2 separate regions of the Gossypium raimondii genome follow, and region 1 is linked to region 2. The links are chromatin contacts, called in public Hi-C maps. All regions are on one chromosome and are shown on one strand. Each heading gives the region's core, a stretch centred on a gene start, on an enhancer-like site or on the middle of the called end of the contact. The rest is flanking DNA. Distances are from core to core; before and after follow the strand shown.

Region 1 (7,013 bases), core at 1,697-4,196, 270 kb after region 2:
AGGACATAATGCAGTTTGTTGCTTTTGTCTTTGGACTTGGACCTCGCTCATGCGGATCTGTTTTTCTCTAATACTCTATGGAAGCTATTTTCAAAAAATTTATAATATAATTTTTAGTTCATATAATTAATGCAAATTAGTATTATTGAAAATAATAAATAGTAATTATAAATAACATATATAAATTATTTTGTGTAATAAAAAAATTTCTAATTATTATTAAGCATTTGTATAAACTATAAAAATGGTATATTAATAACTAAAATCATTACTCTTTTAACTATTCAATAGTTAATAAATTGACTGCAATAGTTTGTAGATAATATATGATTAATATGATTAAAATATATTATATATATTAGTTAAAAAATTATAAATGAAATATAAACTTACTTATTATATAAATAATTCTATATTATTATTTAAACTAAAGTAAAATAATTTTCCTTTTTTAATGGAAACATAATAATTTAACTATAAATGAATTTAATATAAAATTTAAATTATTTATTATTATATAAATTTATTTAATAAAATTCTTTTAATTGAACCATAATTTTGTTCATAAGTATGATTAATTTTTTATGAAGTAAATTTATTTAAACAAATTATTTCAGTAAAATTAAAATTTTTATTTATAAAAGTGATAAAACTTTTAAATAATAAAAATATTTAAATGAAAAATTCTGTAATACAATGAATAAGAAAAGCTATATTAGTTCATTCAAAAGAAATTCAAACTAATAAATTTGATAGATTTTGGATAAATCTGTATCTTAGACAATGGCAACGAGATGGGGCGTTCTTTTTTTTCTTTTGAAAGGGAAGTACTTGCCCTACCCTAGCTAACTTCAATGTTTTGAAACTACAATTTTACCCTTATATATATATATATATATATATATTAACTTTTATAAAGAAAAATATAATAATACATTGTACAATAAACCCTGAAGCATTTATAGATTATGCTGAAATTATTAAAAACAGTTAATAAATATAAAATGAAGTGAGGCAAAATAAGACGACTTCATATTGTATTAAATATTGTATCAATATTGTATTAAATATAGCACAAATTTCAAATTTCGATATAGCACAAATATTTATTTTGCAGTTTTGACAATTTTCGCTTTCATTTAACCATCAGTATTTATGGCTATTTCAAATCACCCTTTTTTTCAGCAAATTCCATTGTCAGCAAAACAACAAGTGAAATGTGCATCACTGCATACATATGATCCGAATAACCAAACCGGATCTTACATTTATGGCAAGAATATTCATGAATTTTGGACCCCCTTAAATTACATGAGATATTTGAGGTAAAATTTGCATGTAACATCACATGATCTTCTTCGACCACCACACACTTTCATTTTGAAGTCATTTCGTCATCAAACTAGAAGATAAATCCACCACAGCAAAAACACTGCAGACCAAAAGATGAAAATAAAGCAAAAATTGGCCAACATGCATGTTTGAAAGCAAGTAACGGGATTTTTGGAGAAAGAGAAAAAAAGTAACGGAAAACACTATGCGACTGTAAAAAGTCCTGCAAAAGGAAGACTTTTGGTGTAAAAAAAGTTAAATGAAAATAAAGTGATAAGATATGGTAGTGTCATTTAATACCTCCAATACTAGTCTTGGTTTGAATTTTGGGTTCCCATGCCCCACTCCAGGTGTACCCTAATCATATAAAAAACACACAATACAGATAAATTCAGTAAATAAATAAAGAAGGGAAAGGAAAGATCATTGAACTGAACGTATGTGCAACAGTGCATTTGTTGTTTGTATTGAACTAACCATGGCCAAAGCAATTTGTGGTAGTGTTCACACCATCTCGGCAAATGCAAGAGAATGACTCATCCAGACCAGAAAAGCCACACAAGCCTCCACTGGTTTCACAGTCCTTGCATGCAGGAGTGTAGTATGAATCATTATACTGCAAAGAAATCCCAAATTTCCATTTCATGGGATCCCCTTCATCTCCAAACTCGTATATCGACGTGTACGATGAGCACTGAAGTTTTGGGAGATCCAAAGAATAGCCTGATCCTATTCCCATCAAGGAGTCATAAACACAACAGGTAGATGTAGGTGCATTTTGTGGCAACCCAATTCCAGTTACCCCTTTGCAAGAATACAAACCGCTGCAAACACGAGAACCTGATCCGGTATCACACAAATCCTCACTTGGATCAAACACTGGAGATGTAGTTGAGCAACCAAGCAGGACAAAGATATTGGAACCTGTTAGTGTGAACGGGCTCGTTCGGTCCAAGCTAAAACTTCCAGAATTCTGCATTGAAGAGCAAGTTGACATGAAAGGATCTGCAACAACAATAGTGCTGGTTGGGTAGTCGATGGAAGAAACAGGGTAAATGCCAGTGCCAGTTGAGAACTGTAGAGTACCAGCATTGCATTTTACATATCTAGCAAAGTAAGGGTGGCCACACCCAAATCCAGTGCCAAAGGGAAACATAACCGGGATTGCACCACAAGTGCTGTTACATGTACCGCGGGTCGGTATGGTGCGGCCAGCAGCAGGGCTGGCAGCACAAACTTTATGGAGTTGAGGAAGCAAGAACAGAATGCTGATGAAGATAGCAGCTGGTAGAGGTGACATGGATAAAGGGTTTTGGATGAAGAACAAATTACAAGTGCAGCTAATAGTTAAAAAGATATGAGGAGGAGAAATGGTATTCTTTTCGGTGGAACTAATCAAATTTCAACATTCTTCCCCTTTTCCATCCTAAAAAGAAGAGCCTGTCATTTTGTGCATTCTAGCTATAAAGCACCATGGATTTTCATTACTATTTTGAATAAAAAGAAGGGGGTTAAATAAGCACCTAAAAGTCCATTTAGTCACAGCACTTTGTCTGTCCAAGTTACTGTGACATATATGGATCCCCAATTCCTCAGAATGAAAAGAAAGGTTAAAAAGATGATGCCACAGCAAAATGTAAAATTTTCCACCTCTTATGGACCATGCGACCTGTGAAAGTGAGACTAGAGATTAAAAAGAAGAAGAATGTCATTTGTGTGAAAAGAAGACATTTCAGTAGTATTCATTCATGTGAAACGGGAAGAGAAAACTGCAACCCCATTCATGGACACAGCACGTCTTGTAAATTTATTTTTTTGTCGCATTTTTTACAATATGTAAATAGAAAATGTTTTACTCCTCTTTCAAAGTGATTACACTGAGTCAGGGCTTCTAAATCCTCTGTCAGAATATATCAGTCTGTCACATCCTAAAAGAGGGAAATGTGGTTCACATAATGGCTAATGGTAAATAATAAATGTATAAAAGACGGGGAAAATTTTCCTCTCAAATTCACTTCAGTGCCAAGCAGCAAAGAAAACCTAACCAATCCCCCTACCTCATATATTGAACTTGCATCAGGTTCAAACTCTTCTCGGATAAAACAACCATAGCACATCCACTGGATTTACAGTGAGTCGGTACCGCATGCAGATACCAAGGCAACTAGGTATCACCAGTGGGATGAAGAATTCACACAACCGATAACACTAAGAGCTTTCAGTTTCCTAGAAATCCCCATATTTCAAGTGAGCTTCAAGTTTCCTGGACATCTACATATTTCAAGGGAATACAATAGCATAAAGTTCATGGTACTGATGCCTCGTGGCAAGTAGAATTCTGTCGATTTGAAGCTCCTTGTGTTTCAGAAGTACTGTGGATAATCATGCATTCAAACCAGCCCAATTCTTGAAAGCGATAAGTGCCTCCATTTTCCTGAAGCTCCTTCTCCTCAACTTTGACACTTTAAGCTTCTTATGCTTCTCCATGAATGCTTGTTTGTACCTCCATTTATCCACAAAAATTTTCATCTCTTGCGACTTCTCAACGACTTGCATCACTGCATCAAAGAAACCCCCTTTAACAAGAGCATATAAGAATGCATCAACTAAGTTGTGATCAAAATTGATGCCTTTCTCTTTGCCACCTGAAATTTTCCGTTTAATCTCATTCCATAGCATCAAAACACTGAAATATTTCTCCGCAGTCACATAACCATTAATCAGGGACAAATATGTTTGATCATTTGGCTCAAACTGCAGGAAAGTCATCCTTCTGAAAGTCCTCCTAGCATCTTCCAACCGCCCAGCTTTACAGAAAGCATGAATAATTGAGTTCCAGTCATGAGTTTTAACTTCTATGCGAGGGTCTTCAACAACTTCATCTAGAAATGCAGCCATCAACTCAGGTCTTTGATTCTCCATCAGACCTGTCATTATAGTAAGATAACTCCCTTTCAAGTCAAGTATTCTTGCATCTCTCATATCCCTAAACAATGTAAAAGCAGACTGAAAATCCTGACTCGTCATGGACGCTTCAATTAGCATGTCATACATTCCTGCATCCAACTGAAGCCCTGAATTACCAATATCCACAACTAATTGAGTAGCTTCGGCAGTTCTATGCTCCTTGCTGTAAGCCTTTAAGATAGGCACATAAACACCAAGCCCCACGGAACCACTCTGAGCATTCATTTCATCAAGAATGCTGTGTGCCTTATCTGCTAAACCAAGATTAATACAGGCGCTAATGATGCCATATCCAAAAGACTTGTCAACCTCAAGCATGGGAGACTCCAACTTTTGAGCTTCAATGATCAAACTAGCTAAACTCTTCATAGCCCCATTTTGAAGATACCCTTTAACCACTTCACAGTGAGTTTCATCACTGAAAATCCACTCTTTCCCATTACCTTCTCTCAAACTACGCAAAACCGTGGTTGAAACTGAGTCTATTTTGCCCGACTTGACATACCCACCAATCAAGCTATTAAAAAACACCCGTTTATTTGAAAAACCAAACTCAACCATCAATTTTTCTAACTCATCTATCTTCTTTTCAAGCCCTTTTAATGCAAACAAATAAGAAAGGAAACCAAAACTTGATTCATCGGGCCGAACACCTAAGACAGACATAGTTGCCACTACTTTTTCAGCATCCGAAACTGATTCAAGCTCACAACAGCAACACTCTAGAGCAGCATTACAAGCAGCCAAATCAGGTTTCATATAATTCAACTTTTCATCAATAGCAATCCTACAACATTCCTCAAAAACTCTTAAAAATGCAACAAGGCTACCACTTTTCCTACTGACATCAACAAGCATATTACCCCACAACCCAAAAGGGACAAAGTACCTGTTTTTGAACATGCATTTTATAAGAGCAAAAGCAGGGGCGGCGGTGTTGGCAAAATTCATGGAACTCAAAAGGGTAGTCACGGTTTCAAAAGACAGCAACTTTGGATCCTTTTCAATGACAAAAATCACAGAGGCAAATGCCCTTTTGAGATTTTGGGTGTCTTGCAAGGAAGACAAGTGGGTAATAAGGGAGTTAGTGAGGGACTTATTGGGAAAAGTGCAGCAGATGGTGAGGGACTTGAAGGACTTCCAGGCTTCATCAGTGTTGTGGGTGAGAAGGGATTTCTCTAGGGTGGTTTGTAGAGTGGTTTTTTGTTCTTCGGTTAGGGTTTTGGTTTGGGAATTGGTGGAGTCCTGAGGTTGTTTTGATTGCTTGTTTGGTTTTAATGCAAAAATTGAAGGCTGAAGGAAAGAGTAAAGAGTTGGGATATCAGTGGCGGCGGAAGAAGAGAAAGGTCTATAGGGTGGGATTGAACACACTGCTTTTCTCCACATTTCACCGTAAATCTGCAAACATTGCATTGTTCTCCTTCTAATATTGCTCTTTTACTGGTAAACCGCGAGGCTCATAATTTTTTTTTTTCGTTAAATTCTGCTATTGTGTCCCTATATCTTTATAAAATTTAATATTTAATCCCTATTCTTAAAAATAAAAAAAATTAAGTCACCCTATTTTTAATTTAAAAATCACATTCTAATCATTAAAATAGTGAGTATTTCCGGTTAAAACTTGTCAATTTAGCATGAATGTGATGGGACATATATTTGACAAATAAATATATTAAATTGATAAATTTTAACGTAATTTATCAACAATAATAGTGATTGGATTAGAATTTTTAAATTGAAAAAATAGGTGGATTGAATTTTTAATTTTTAAAGTAGATGGTTTAAATTCTATAAAGTGCTGTGATTTAACCAATTAATTGTATTTTATTTGTGTGGGAATAAAACAAAAACTCAAAACAAGTTACATTAAGACTGTTGGGCATAGATTGACCCCCTAAGCATCTCCTTCGATGGGTGTTGAACCAGTTGAAAACCCATTTCCTGTTTAGTGGCTACTTCAGCCATTAGGTCTGTCGCCTGGTTCCCTTAATCCTATTAGTAAGAGAAAAGGCGTAATAGTTTAAAAATTGATATAATATACTATCTTTCTTCCCTTTCCTCTTATATTTTTCTTTCTTTCTTTTTTTATTTTTATTTTTTTCAAAAGTGCTTTAAAGATAAAATTATTCATAAATGTTTGATTTTAGAAAAAAATTTAAAATTTAAATTGATTTTGAAATTATTTGGGAAATAAGTCGTTAAGATAAAAACAGACATTTTTAAAAGAAATTTTTACAAACCATGCTATTTGTTAACAAAGCATCTCACTTGGTTTATTGGCTAAATGTTTGATATTTTATTAGTATGGCTCGATTCAAATACTCTCTCAAGCATTCTATGTTTTTATTTTTTGTTTATGCATTTTTTAAGATTTTTATTTTTACTTTTAATTCGTGTTTTAATTAACAGTTTTTATTTATATAGATTAAATACTAAATATATAATTATATGATGAAACTATATTTTACAATATATAATGCTAATTATATTTTGTAACACCTTTCGCCTGACCCGATCGTCGGGTTCAAGTTATAGGATGCCACATCCATTACCGGAGCAACTACAGTAAAAAACAATATAAATAAATCATTTAAACATTCAAACATTCCATAAATCACATTTATCACATACTATATAAGCTTTTCCAAGACTCAATTGAGCTTACGAAAGCTCATTTGCCATTCAGAACATGAAATAGGACCAAATTGCAAAGT
Region 2 (6,582 bases), core at 2,117-4,616:
CTTGGGCCTGGTCCGGCCCATGAACAAATCTACCCACGGTGCATCAAATATTAATCCTAAATAAAAATTTGCAACAATTTTAGACCATTAGCATGCAAATTATTTCTATCTCATAGATGAATTTTAAAACTTACAATAAAATTAGCAAAATATCATATATTTTGGAAAAAAATTAATATATATGATAAGTATATATATTCTTAATTCAAATGTATATATAGTTGGAATGTTATTTGAAGAATAACTTGTTTCATCAGTTATTATTATTATTATTATTATTATTATTATTATTATTATTATTATTATTATTATTATTATTATTATTATTATTATTATTATTACGTTTTAGTTGAAGAAAAATAAATTGAAGTCATAAAATAAGATAAATATGTCTAAAATGTCACATTAGCAAGGAAATATAAGAGTACATAAAGAAAATGTAGTATTGAGAATCCTCTTATATTTCAGAATTTTGATACTATTGGAAATAATAAATTACTGGCTCAAAATGATATTTGAAATCTTAAGCTAAAATTTAACATTGCCCCAAAATGTTACTTTACTTCAACCAAAGACACCCTAATAACAAAATCTGTTGTTTTTAAAATTTATTATTTTTAAAAAATCCAATTAAATTGATATGAAATATATAAATAGTAATTGGATTAGACTCAGGACTTCATGAATTGGATTTAAAAATAGAAAATTGTTTAAAAACAATTTTCTACATTACTTATAAACCCTAAATCTAAACTAATTAGGTTAGAATATTATACGTGCTTCAGTGCTCTAATCACTATTTTCCTAATGCTATCAACTGAACAAAATTCAATTAACTATTTTTTAGTACAATAAAAATATATGAAAATAAATCATATTTTTATGTAGAGTATAAAAGAAAATAGTGAGAAGAAACAAATGTAAAATTTTAAACACTTTTTTTTCATAAAGAGGGCATATCTTTTATAAATAAAGATATATAACTTTTAATTACAAATTAGGTTTTCCATCAATTATCTATTTATTCTTTTATCACTTTGACTGGTGATACATTCAATTAAGAATATTAGTATAAGTCTAGATTTTAGAAAAATATTTTACCCAAAAAGAGAAATCATAAAGTAATAATAAGCTGAGATAAATAATAATAATAATAAAGTAATAATAAGGTGTCAAAAGATGGTAGAGCCAAACTAATTACATCCCATCAAAATTGCAACCTAATTTTTACAATAATATTGTGCAAATTGATAAAGGAACATTATCACAGTTAGAAATCATCAGATCTCAAGTAAAAAAAACCAAGTCTAGTGCAAATATCAGGATGCCCCCCCAAATTCCCCCAAAATTGATTTAGGGTTCTTCCTTGACAAAATAGCTTTGTGGCAAGCAAAAATCTTCCTCATGGTTTAGGATATCAATCTCTTCATCATCTGGTTTCTGATATTTACAAAAGAGAGAAATTAGCTTAACAAAACTATCTTTTGACATCCCCAAAAGCAATAGCACTTTTTATTAAGGGTTTTAGGGCTAATTTTCCTTCTTTTTTTTTTATTTTTTATCAAAAAGACTTTGTACCATCAACAAACATTAACTAGCAACCCAGTTTTTCAGGAGGCACTTTCCTCCTATAATTTACTTGGACTTGATGGTGAGCATCGGACTTGGGTATGTGCTAACATAAGTAAACTCGATTTTTTTTTTCTAAGTTTTCTATATTTTTGGAGGATCATATATGTGCATATCAATATTTCAATATACATCAGAAATAGATGTCAAACAGGGGTACTTAGAAGAAAATGAAGAGTATAAGTAACAATGACTTCCTCATCTAAGATACAAGACAGCTACCAATTCTTATGTTGAGACCAAGACAGTAATCAATGCATAAAACTCATCTTCAAAGGAATACCATATTAACTGATGGACATGAAAATTAATTATAGAACAGGCAAGTTACCAGCACTTCCAAGTTGTAGAAACGATCTAGCAACTGCAGAACCTCGTCTGGAGAAAAATGCCGGTCCAGGCTGTGACAAAATTTAGCAAAACGATAAGTAAAAATGAAAGAAACAAAAATGAAAGAACAGGATCGAAAGAGGGGATCAGTTCGGAGCAGCAAGAACAAGAGGCAGAACAAACCTTTTCCTCAGGAATTCCATCAGACCATAGAGGACAAAGTGGCGATGCACGCCTGCGGAGAAGCAAATTAGATTCAAAGTTATGCATTAATGTAGATTGTTAAAGACCAAAATGAATCCTAGTTATTTTACCATAAAAATGTGCATTAACTGCTAAATGCACCAAATAATTAACCACATATAAGTTATTTGAACAACTGAAGTAGCTCTAAGGTTTGAAAGCTTAACATTGGCCTATAAACAATATACATGAAGCACCATTTGTTTTTGAAGTTACAATTTACAAGTATATCAACAGTTTCCATCGAAATCAATCATTACAAGCACTGAACTGAACAATTAAGTCAACAATCAAACTAACTTGCGCATACATGATTTACACATGAGGGACTTGAACTTGGAACCTAGAAGTTCCTAATGCCTCAACCTTGCCATTTGGCCAATGTCTCATTGACATGAAAAACACCATTAGGTTCTAAAACTACCAGATCAAATACAGAATCAAGTCAACTACAGAAATAAAAAGCTGACCTTTTTACTGCAATTACCAGCTAAATACATATTCATTAAAGGTTTTTGCTGAAAATATTGCTTAACCATTTTTCACCACAGCAATAAGAAAATTAAAGGAATCAACATTTGAATTGATCACATCACTAGCATGTTAAAAAGTAATTCACAAACTGAATCATAAATACAAATTTCCAATAAAACTTCACAATTAGAATCCAGAAAAAGAAAATTCAATTCATTTTTTTTCCAGATAACTCCTAAGAATCAATATTTAAACTGAAATACAAAAGAACTTCTCCCTATAAAAAAACAATTAACAAATTTTAAAAAAAAAGAAGAAGAAGAAGAAGCGATGAACGTGCCTCGTAATTTGACGGGAGGATAAATTTCAAGTGCTTCCAATAGCCTGAGCTCCAATTCCACCTCCTGTTGCTCCTAATAAATCAACAGATAAATATAAAATTTAAATAAAAATCAACAAAAAAAAAGTGATAACTAATTGCATAAAACGGAGAAAAAACGAAACGGCGAGAGAAACCTTAGGAAGAGAAGAGGCGGAGGACGGCGGAGCTTTGCAAGGAGAATGTACGGAAACGCCATCTTGTTCCTCTTCTTTTTCTCTTCCACCCTCCATCCCCTCTTTAATTACTTTTCTGCAGTCGTAAAAACAAACACCAGTAGGTGAAATTAGTTATACTATCTCAGATTAAACTTCAAAATTTGAACTATTAATATTTTTTCCCCTTTCTTGGGCTGGATCCGAAATATACTTCCCATTCCAAGTTTTGTTTTGTTTGTGCCACGATTGGTACGGCCCATTATTTTGGTAGATTTCATGGGGAAATAAGAGACCTTGGGCTTCCTTACCTCTAAATTTGGAATACCTTAGTAATTCGTCAAAATTTCATCCCAATTACAGCTATATCAATGGTTCCACTAGAATTTCTTTACCTTAAATTTTACTGCTGAATTCTAATTTTGATTATTTGAAATATTTTATTTTTTTATTTAAAAATATTAAAAATTTAATAAATTAACTGAAAATTTTGTATTTAATTAAATAAATACTTGAAGAATAGAAATATATAAAATAAGTTTTAATATTATATTATTGTTAAATATTAAAATAAGATATAAAAATATTTTCATTGAATTTTGTGTTCAAATTATTCTAAATTAAAATTGAACAGTAAAGTTTAATAAAACCAAAATTTAGTGGTAAAATTTAATCAAGTAAAATGGCAACATTCGATGCACAATTAAAGCATGGTAGTAAATTTAATTCATAAATATCAATAAAAATAAAATTACATACTAATCCAATAATCTAGTTTTTTTTAAGTATATTGGAGGAGTTAATTCTTTATATTTTATCGATTTTTTTATGCATCTAAAGGTATGAGATTTCCCCTTTTGGAATTATTGATAAGACTCTCAAAATTAATCAAAAATAGGAACCCTAAAAACCTCACAAGGAGAAACATCATATGATTGTGTGAGTTTAGCATAATTATAATGGTGGAAATATGATGTTTATAACCAATGGCTGAAGAAGAGAAAGAGTGAAAGAAGAAAAGGTCACTATAATAAGGAAAAGTTGGGACCACATGGTTTCATTGTCTCTTCACACTTACAGCTGATTTTCATATATTGCAACATCTAAATTTTATTATAAATTTATGAAGTTTAATTGTTTTTAAAACTTAATGCGCATGAACAAAAGTTGGCTCACAGTAGCACGTTTTTCGTCTCTCTTTGTTTGTTCACAGTAGCAAGTCTTTTGTTCCTTTTGATTTCTTTATTTTTTATGCCACCTTTGCCTTTTGCTATTTTTGCTTTCGAAAATGGAAAAAAAAAAACCTTGCTAAGTTGAGTAAAGAAGAGGTTTGGCAATTTTCTCATGGATTTGAGTTGCAGAAAAAAGGCTTATGAATTCAGTCTTGTTGGATGTTTTATTACGGCAAGTGTGATACATTTTCCTACAATGAGAAACACTTCGACAAATCTCTTGCATTCATTCGGGTAAGTTCAAATTTCAGATTTGGGTGAGAAACGTTTTTTATTCAAACTCTTTCATGCACTTGATATTGATAGAATGATCAATGGCGCCCTGTTGACGTTCAATAACCACCTTTTGGTGTTTTACCGTTTAAAGGAGGATGAAGATCCGATGCAAGTTCCTTTGGTTTTCTCGTATTTTTGGGTCCAAATACATGATTTACCCTCTGGTTTATTTTTTTGAAAATGTTGCTAGATAGTTAAGAAATTTCATTGGAAATTTTGTGGAATATGATTCTAAACTGCAAAACCGTGGGTATACAAATTTTATGAGGATTCTAGTTCAAGTAGATGTTCGTGTTCCATTAAAGAGACGAAAGAAAGTAAAGATTTCTCAATCGAGTTTTGTTTATGCGAATTTTAAATATGAGAAATTAACGCTTTCCTGTTTTATTTGCGGATGTTTGGGACGTGGTGATAAGTTCTGTCTGGTTAGATTATCGCGTGGACAATAAGAGTTAGAGTTAGGTTGGGATTTGTCGTTGAAAGCATAGTCAATAAGGGAAACTACCACGACCAATTTTTGGCTTTGTGAGGAAGATGATGCAAATTTTTCGAAAGCCAATTTTGAAAAGCAAGATTCTAGGAGAAATTTATGGAATATTAGAGGGCAAGAATTAGGGTACAAAATTAATCCCATATTGGGATTAAATCTGAAAGTAAATTCGAATATTATGGAAAGAAAAGTGGTGGGCTGCTCAAGTGGTTTAGGTAAAGATACTATGGACCATGACTTGGAAAACAACCCATTAGAAGGTCTTGAAGGCAAGAAAAGACAAAGATCGAATTTTTTGAGCTCTATAGTTTCTGAGTTTTCAGATTTGAGGGGGATCGATGATGGGTATAAGAACACCCTACTCAAAGGATATCAGCGACAGCCGACCAGATGCAATGAAAATTCTTTGTTGGAATGCCTGTGGATTGGGGAATCCGCGGGATGTTCGTAGAATTCGACATATGCTAAAAATTTACCATCCCCATATTGCCTTCTTTATGGAGACTAAACTAAATTCGAATGTATGGAGAAAGTTAAGAAACAGTGTGGTTTTCAATGTAGGATTGATGTTCGGGCTGAGGGTACTTGTGAAGGATTGAGTATTGGGTGGAATAAGGGGTGTTCTATTATATTGAGGAATTTCTCAAGAAATCACATCGATGTAGAAGTGCAAGAAGTTCCCACTAAGCCCAAATGGAGAATGACGGGTTTTTATGGTGTTTCTAATTCTCGTCATAGAATTGAATCATGGAATCTATTACGATTGTTAGGACATGATCAAAATTTTCCATGGATGGTATGTGGCGATTTTAATGAGATTATGTATGCTTTTGAAAAAAAATGGAGGCATTCCTAGGGGTGAAGGACACATGGAGGAGTTTCAATTGGTTCTTATAGAATGCCAGTTAGAGGATATGGGCCATTTAGGTCCTTGGTTTACGTGGGAAAAGGGTAATTTGCTAGAAAACAATATTTGAGAAAGACTCGACCGTGGAGTGGTAAATGCTGAATGGCGGTCATATTTTTCTGAATTCTCGTTATGCCATCTCTCTCATTCTATTCCAGATTATTGCCCCTTATTTATTAATACAGGGAATGAAGCCCAACATCATACAAAAGAAAGTTTCGCTTTGAAACTTAGTGGGCTATGTAGGAAACTTGTGAGGTAGAAATAAAACATCTATGAGAGAATAGTTCTGGTCACGTCACTGATCGACTGCTCAACTTTGTGGAGGTTTACAAAAATGGGTGGATAATTTGAAAAATGACAGAGTCGATAAGTCGAAGAAGCTTCTTAGGCGTATAGATCAATTGGATGCGATGGAAAGAACGAAAGAGAATCTTGCTGAACTGATTGATGTGAAAGTGCATCTT

The links. A called contact is a pair of places that touch in the nucleus more often than the background predicts.
Region 1: a contact with region 2 is called in a Hi-C map of leaf, with 3 times the contacts expected there. The contact joins the promoter of LOC105783333 here to the promoter of LOC105784317 in region 2. A contact is called at or near these places in 2 of 2 Hi-C or Micro-C datasets (both in leaf).

The regions. Positions count from the first base shown.
Region 1 is chr13:15,348,688-15,355,700 of ASM2569854v1, forward strand. LOC105783333 (LEAF RUST 10 DISEASE-RESISTANCE LOCUS RECEPTOR-LIKE PROTEIN KINASE-like 1.5) reads right to left here and starts at 2,947. Exons shown (of 3, transcript XM_012608726.2): 1 at 1,810-2,947; 2 at 1,633-1,689; 3 at 1,161-1,432. The coding sequence starts at 2,632. The coding sequence ends at 1,398. It overlaps LOC105783332 (pentatricopeptide repeat-containing protein At1g69290), which reads right to left and starts at 5,749. Exons shown (of 1, transcript XM_012608725.2): 1 at 3,097-5,749. The coding sequence starts at 5,712. The coding sequence ends at 3,715.
Region 2 is chr13:15,074,453-15,081,034 of ASM2569854v1, forward strand. LOC105784317 reads right to left here and starts at 3,367. Exons shown (of 5, transcript XM_012610165.2): 1 at 3,193-3,367; 2 at 3,017-3,089; 3 at 2,143-2,194; 4 at 1,961-2,030; 5 at 1,118-1,440. The coding sequence starts at 3,288. The coding sequence ends at 1,354.